Linked DNA regions of Sus scrofa: region 2 is linked to region 1. A link is a contact called in public Hi-C data. All regions are on one chromosome and are shown on one strand. Each heading gives the region's core, a stretch centred on a gene start, on an enhancer-like site or on the middle of the called end of the contact. The rest is flanking DNA. Distances are from core to core; before and after follow the strand shown. Region 1 holds the start of ZNF367 (zinc finger protein 367). Region 2 overlaps SLC35D2 (solute carrier family 35 member D2).

Region 1 (3,788 bases), core at 331-2,830:
CCACTATAATCCCAGCACTCACTCTATCTAGCTGTGTACCTTGGGGAGCTCCCTTCACCAATCCCTCTAAGCCTCAGTTGCCCGATTTCTTAACTGTAGGTTTGTACCAGGTAGTCACATCCTTCCCAGCTCTAAACCGGTAAGATTTCGAGCAATTCCAGGTCTGTGACAACAGCGTCCCATTCCACTGCGTGCTCTCAGAACCTAGCAAAGTTGTACGCTGGATGCATGAAACAACACAGCGAGGGCTCAATTCCCGCTGGGGAGGAATCCCCTAAATCCCCTCTTTTTCTTCGGCCATCTCAGCAAAGCATCTTTAGCAGGGTCGGGGTATCTGCGGTGATGAAGCAGAAACTGGGCAACCTGTCCCTTCCCTCACCCAGAGGAACAGTTCAAGGCCCGCGGCCCTTCTCTCCCACTTCCGCCAGAGCGGACCAAGCGGACTGCCGTACTACTGGCAGAGCCACTTGGCCGCGTTACTCCGCGACCCCAGGCCGCGCGCCAACCCAGTGCACCAGCGGACCAGTGGCTTCGGGTCTACTGGGCCTCCCCACCCCCTCTGGCCGGTGTCATGTGACTGAAGCCCCGCCCCCAGGAGCAATTTTTTGGCGCGCGGCAGTGACGTCAGCGTCCTGTCACCCGCCCCCGCCCCGCCGCCGCGGAGCAACCTCGCGTTTTAAACTCGGCCCCGCCCCACCCGCCGAGTCCGCGGGCGCTGCCGGCTGTCCGGCCGCGCCGTTAACGGGCCCTCGCCGCCCCGCGCCCCGCCAGCCGGTGCCGCTTACCTTGAGGTGGCCACTGTCCGGGCTGCTCGCTTCCTCCTCGTCCTCACCTCCCGAGGCGGCGGCGGCCGAGGGGGTGGGCAGGGGCGCGCCCCGGCCCCGAAGCCCCGAGTGCTCGGCGACCGCAGGCAGGGCAGCCGAGGCGGCGCCCCCGGCAGCCCCGGGGCTGAGCGTCACGTTGTGCGCGTTCTCACCCCAGCGCCACGGGTACACCATGAAGTCGCTGAAGCCAGGGCTGGTGGGGATGAGAGGCGGCGGCGGCTCCGGCTCCCCTCCGCCGCCGCATGTGGGCTTGATCGGGGTCGTCCTAATGACCGACACCAGCACCCGCTTCGGGGAGTCCTGGCAGAAGATGACGGGCGGCGGCTGCGGCGGGTTGTCCGCCATTGGCGCCTCCACACCCCGGATCATTGCCCGACCCGGATCCGCAGCCCCAGCGGCCGTGGGCCACACTCCCTGAGCTCGGGTCTGGCCCTTCGCTCCGCTAGCCCGCGCTGCTCCGAGTTGCCGGCTCTCAGTCCCGCCGGCTCATGGCAGGCGGACGTTTCCTGGAACCTTCCTGCGCCGCGGCCAACGAAAGAGCGGAACGGCTCGGTTGGCACCAGGCGGCCGGAGCTGGACCCCAACCCTGGGTCAGGCCGGTCCTCCGCTCTTCGTACCCCAACGCAGGCTGCAGCCGCGGGAAGCAGCAGGCGGCCCGCGTTGCGATGACAGGAAAGCAGGACGCGAGGCGCTGAGCCCCCGAAAATAACAACCTGCCGCCGGGGTCCCTGCTCCAGTTTTTCCCGCGTTACATTTCGCGCCTGGGCGGGGCCAATCACCGCGAAGCCTCTGCCCGCTGGTCGCGGCGGAGAGTGACAGGTCGCTCGAGCCAATGGCCGGGCCTGGACCCCTTTCCAGCCAGAGCGGGGTGGAGCCGGATCTGTGCGCGGGTCCTTTCTGCCACGCCATTGGTCGCCGCTCTTGTATTTTTTTTCTGCCAAAAGGGCCAACAAGCGTTCGAAGCTCCGCGGGAGCGCGCGACGTCTGAACTTGCCAGGACACACCCTCCAGGGTCCCGCCCCGCCAGTCCTCGGAGCGGGTCGTCGAGGTGGGAGGTGCGGGGCCATGGGCGGGGGCGGGCGTCAGGAGTGTTGCCGATTGGAGAGGTGTCGGCGAGGGGCGGAGACAGGGGCGGTCGTTGGCCCGCAGGGGCGCGCGTTCACCGGCCCCACCCGCTGGTGGCTGTTGGTCAGCGGTTCCCGCGCGGCTGGGAATTTAAAGGGCTGGGGCCCAGGCAGCCCGCCCCGCCCCCGGCTCCCGCCACCCGCTTCTGGGGCATCGAGGCCTTCCTCCTGCAATTTCTAGTGGACACCCAGAGGTGCCGACTTTCTTAATGGCTCCCGTCTGCCCAGCTCTTGGGCTCGCTGTGAATTGACCCTCTCCGCACCCTCGATTCGCCCCGAGGCTGAAGCGGTCATCGGTCCCAGCCTTCGGCTTCCCGGACCTCGGTTTCCCAACTGTGCAAAATGGGGTAGTTAGGGAAGTCGTCTCTGAGGTCCCCGAGTGCTGCTCGCCGCTCAGAGGGGACACGAACGCAGGCGTGTGTGTGTGTGTCCGTGGTCACCCCCGGCACAGATACCCGAAAGACCCCGAGGACTCCCCGTCCCCGCGCCGTGGTTCCTCACCCAGTCTGGGGCGCACCTTCATCCCCGAATCTGCAAGGGCGTGGAGATGTGAGTGCCCGGAGGACCTCACCCCACATTGAAAGGACCTTGAACAAGCCGGCGAATCCAGCTCTGACAGTCACCCACCGAGGGCCAGCGTGGGGCTCGGAAGCACAGCACAGCAGACGATGGGGCAAATGGCATGCCCAGCCTCACATTCACTAGAAATGTGAAAGAAGTGACTGTGCCTTGTTTTTTACTGTATTGCCAGGGCCTAGTCTGACACATGGCAGGCCTTCAATAAATATTTGTTGAATAAGTCAATGAATATCCAGTATTTAAGTGTTAGAATTGGTGATTAAGAGCAGAATATTTCTCTCTCGCTCTCCCCTTTCCCCCTTCCTCTCTACCCCTCTCTCCCTTCCCCCTCTTTATCAAATACACACACTCAGCTATGCCACAACTGTTTAAAAACAAACTTAACTTGTATAAACAAGTGTGCTTTTTTTCACGTTAAAAAAAAAAAGATGGAAAGGAATTCTCTTGTGGCGCAGGGGGTTAAGGATCCCGCGTTGTCACTGCAGCGGCTTGGGACGCTGCTGTGGCACCGGTGAGATCCCTGGCTCAGGAACTTCCACATGCCAGGGGCGTGGCAAAAAAAAAAAAAAAAGTGGAGAAAAACAAATACACATTTTTGTTTTTATGTGTACAAAATATCTCTAGCAAGATACACAAGAATTGTAACAAGTTGATCCCAGGGAGGGGAATTATGTGGCTAGGAAACAGGGTGGAAAGATTCCAAAAGGTACAACATATAACTCTTTGCATCTTTTAAACTTTGAACAGAGTGAAAAATATCTTTTCAACAAACGAAGTAGTATGCAGCTACCATTTCCTGGAAACCTACTATAATAATAGCATATATCTACTATAATAGTGTATATCCAACAATAATATGGATGGACACTTCACTTAGCTTCTACTGCTGTCAACAGTTCAGTGAGGTAGATACTACTTATTTCCACTTTATAGGTGAGGAAATTGGAGATTTGCCCAGGGTCACATAACTTGATAAAAATCCTCTGTTAAAGCTGGCTCTGAGGAGTTCCTGTGTGGTGCAGTGGAAACGAATCCAACTAGGAAGCATGTGGTTGCGGATTTGATCTCTGACCTCTCTCAGTGAGTTAAGGATCTGGAGTTGCTGTGAGCTGTGGTATAGGTCGCAGATACAGCTCGGATGCTGCGTTGCTGTGGCTTGACCCCTAGCCCGGGAACCTCCGCGGGTGCGGCCCTAAAAAGCAAAATAAATAAATAAAGTTGGCTCTGAAAACTGCCTATGGATTATACTCCTTCGAGTCCA
Region 2 (3,788 bases), core at 527-3,026, 73 kb before region 1:
AGTGACGGAGGACATCTGGTACAGGAACAGCCACCTTCTGCTGACAGAAAGGCTGCACTGCTTCGTCTACCCACAGGGTGTCCCTAGAGAGGTTAACTGCAAAATGACTAGGATCAAAGTATATTAAAAATTTTTTTTCTAAGAAACAATCTATTTCTATATACAAATATGTACCTATACAGTCCTTTGGCTAAGATCAAGTTTCTGAACTAAGAGACCCTCCACTTTTAACGTCAAAAATGCCAACCTCCACGTGACAGTTTTGATTTTAGCATCTGTGGATTACAAAGATGCAAACAGGAGTTCCCATCCTGGCTCAGCGGTTAACGAATCCAGCTAGGAACCATGAGGTTGTGGGTTCGATCTCTGGCCTTGCTCAGTGGGTTAAGGATCCGGCATTGCTGTGAGCAGTGGTGTAGGTTGCAGACGCAGCTCGGATCCCACGTTGCTGTGGCTCTGGCATAGGCCGGCGGCTACAGCTCCAATTCGACCCCTAGCCTGGGACTCTCCATATGCTGCAGGAGCGGCCCTAGAAATGGCAAAAAGACAAAAAAAAAATAAATAAAATAAAATAAAAAATTAAATTAAATTTAAAAACACAAAGATATTACCAAGGATGTGGGGGAGTGGAATAGCCTGGGAGTTTTGGGTTAGTAGATGCAAACTATTGCATTTGGAGTGCATAAGCAATGAGATCCTGCTGTATAGTACAGGGAACTGTATCCAGTCACTTGTGATGCAGCATGATGGAAGATAATATAAAAAAAAGAATGTATGTATATGTATAACTGGGTCACTTTGCTATACAGCAGAAATTGACAGAACACTGTAAATCAACTTTAATAAAAAAAAAATAAAATGTAAACTCCCAGACAAAAATAAATAAAAATAAAATAATTTTTAAAAGCATTGCTGAATGCTCAGTAGCTTTGTGCCCTTCTATACTCTTTAAAATCGTACTTATCATCTGAGTACCTTTGAAAAATAATGGCACATACAAATGACACACATTTATTCTGACAACAGATGCCAGCTGGTGTTTTGGCTTATAAGGGCCTCAAGGGATGGCGGTGCCCATGTGGAAACCCCTGGACCAGAACCCTTGTTCAAAGGTTTCTTCCTGTTTCTGAAAATAACACCAAAAAAATAACTGATTAACCCAAAGCTGGATGGCACACTCATGGCAGTCACAAGCAGAACTCAAAGGCCCTTGTTGCTCGTTACCATTCCATGTACAAGCATATAAAAGAAATCCAACACAAATGTTCAGATAATAAAAGGCCACGTGAATACTCCCACCAACCACATTTTTCTCTCATTTCAGATTTCAAAGGCTTTTAAGTAATCTCATCTTGCTCATCTCTGCTAAGAATTCACTCTCATCCAAGACCTCAGTGGTGTGCCAAGGAAGCCAGAGCCATGGGATAAAAATGATTCATTCTCCTGGAACATCCATTTTACACTATAATTTGGGGTGTTGGAAAATGATGGGCGTGTCTGCACTCTGAAGTCTCTGTCACCCCTTTACTCAAGCAATGAGCAGAAGCCTGGTTTGTCTTGGACCCTACGTCTTGGCAGTAACAATAAAGGTTCAAAGAACAGAACCTTTTTTTATGCTGAGAGTGGGGAAATTGATACTTTTGTGTTTCTATTAAGGAATATATTACTGCTTCATTGGAATCAAAGAGGCTGCTACTGGGGCAGAAACATTAGGATAATTGCCTCCAGGGCCTGGGAGCTGGTGCCAGCTGCTGGTGTGAATGAACCAGAACCTATCTGTCGTTTCTTGGCAAGATTCAAAAGACTAGCAGAGCTGGCTTTTTTAAATCGAGTTTGTCAACTTCAATGTCACTTATTTTACCTTTGCCCGCATTAAATTATCACGGCTCCCACAATCCAGTTTACCTGACCGATCCAATTTCATCTCATTATAGATAGGCTTTGTTTACAAACTCTTAATTACAAACAGCATTTCTTAAAGCTGAGTCCTTCCCCATACCTCAAAAGTCTGCCTTTTTCACCATTTCACTGGCATCTTCACATACATTTTTAAAGGGTCATAATTTTTAAATTATATTTTCAACTACGGATAAAGGTTTGGTGGTCAGAAAAAAACAAGACTGAAATGCAAACTTGAAAGCAGTGAAAATAAGAAAGGAGCTGAGAGAAGAGTCCTATGGAGTCAAGGGTTGGGATGTGCACACGTTACCCTGAGGCATTCCTTGAGCACAAATCACAGAGAGAGGACAGCTCAAGTCCAGTGGCAGCTGGTCTGAAAGCCAAGGATGTGCTCAGAAGCTCGCAATGGCTTCGATCACTGTGACTGGTAACCATGAGGCTGCAGGTTTGATCCCTGGCCTTGCTCAGTGGGTTAAGGATCCGGTATTGCTATGAGCTGTGGTGTAGGTTGCAGACTCTACTCGGATCCTGCATTGCTGTGTCTCTAGCATAGGCCGGCGGCTACAGCTCCAATTAGACCCCTAGTTTGGGAACCTTCATATGCCAAGGGAGCAGCCCTAGAAAAGGCACAAAGACAAAAAAAAAAAAAAAAAAGACACAAGCTGTATAGCCTCTCAATGGGAAGGTATACCTAAGGAAAATTCTAAGAAAAGCCTAAAATTATTGGGCAAGATAATGGGCCTCACCATCTCTTCTCAGAAAACACTCTGGGAATAACAGGGACAACACTACAGAAAGTGTGTTGTTATTTCCACAACCTTATGTGAGGGAAAGATCTCAGGAAACTTGGGACATTGTGACAAAGACAAAAAGCACATTCAAATTGGATAGGTAGCTGACTTCAGTTCAAATTAACTTTCAGAAGTCAATAGGCAACATCCTATTTTGGAGCTCACATGTAGCATAGGGTCCCATCAACTTACTCTTCTGGAAAGGAGGGGTACTTTCCCGAAAAAGTCAGAGAAAACACAAGCAAAGGGATTTTACCAGGGTAGACAGAGTGCATATTTTGATTTGACTTGTCAAGAGATACCATAGACAAACGCTTCTCATCTATGGTTTCTTACCCCAAAAAGCAGGAAAGAAGAAACTGTATGATAAATAGAACATTCTTCCATTGGTTGAATTCAGTGGCCTATCATCAAAAAGAAAACTAATGGTTAGATTAATAACACTGGTTTTATCAATTTGTACAGGCTAGAACAGGAACCACTTTTCCAAACAGAAAATGCAGTTTCAAAATTCCTGGGTAAGGATTTCCCACTGTAGCTCAGCTATAACAAACCCAACTAGGATCCATGAGGATGTAGGTTCAATCCCTGGCCTCACTCAGTGGGTTAAGGATCCAGCATTGCCACAAGCTGTGGTGTAGGTTGCAATAGACCTGGAGTTGCTGTGGCTGTCTGTGATGGAAGCTGGCAGCTGAAGCTCCAATTTGATCCCTAGCCTGGGAACTTCCATATGCTACAGGTGCAGCCCTAAAAAGAAAAACAAAAAAATCTTGGAGTTCCTGTCGTGGCTCAGTGGTTAACGAATCCGACTAGGAACTATGAGGTTGTAGGTTTGATCCATGGCCTTGCTCAGTGGGTTGGGGATCCGGCGTTGCCATTAGCTGTGGTGTAGGTTGCAGATGCGGCTCACAGCAACGCCAGATCCTTAACCCACTGAGCAAGGCCGGGGATCGAACCTGCATCCTCATGGATACAAGTCAGGTTTGTTCCATGAGCTGCGACAGGAACTCCATTAATACGTTTTCTTAATCAGAAAAAAAGTCCTATCCCTATTCATCAACTGCAGCATTTGTATTCATCAAGTGCAATACACTCAAT

What was found. Hi-C and Micro-C count contacts between places; a contact is called where the count stands out from the background.
Region 2: a contact with region 1 is called in a Hi-C map of liver, with 3 times the contacts expected there. The contact joins the enhancer-like site here to the promoter of ZNF367 in region 1. A contact is called at or near these places in 1 of 5 promoter capture datasets (liver) and 5 of 47 Hi-C or Micro-C datasets (embryonic fibroblasts, heart right ventricle, liver and 1 more).

Annotation. Positions count from the first base shown.
Region 1 is chr10:25,705,503-25,709,290 of Sscrofa11.1, reverse strand. ZNF367 (zinc finger protein 367) reads right to left here and starts at 1,580. Exons shown (of 5, transcript XM_021064593.1): 1 at 786-1,580. The coding sequence starts at 1,193.
Region 2 is chr10:25,778,254-25,782,041 of Sscrofa11.1, reverse strand. SLC35D2 (solute carrier family 35 member D2) reads right to left here. Exons shown (of 10, transcript NM_001244362.1): 7 at 3,027-3,094. Among named protein-coding and RNA genes, the nearest start is that of SLC35D2, 42 kb to the right of the region's middle. Within about 2 kb of position 1,776, at least 2 of the 83 cell types and tissues checked have an H3K27ac peak or open chromatin away from gene starts, as enhancers often do. A contact at or near this core is called in liver, where this site is marked.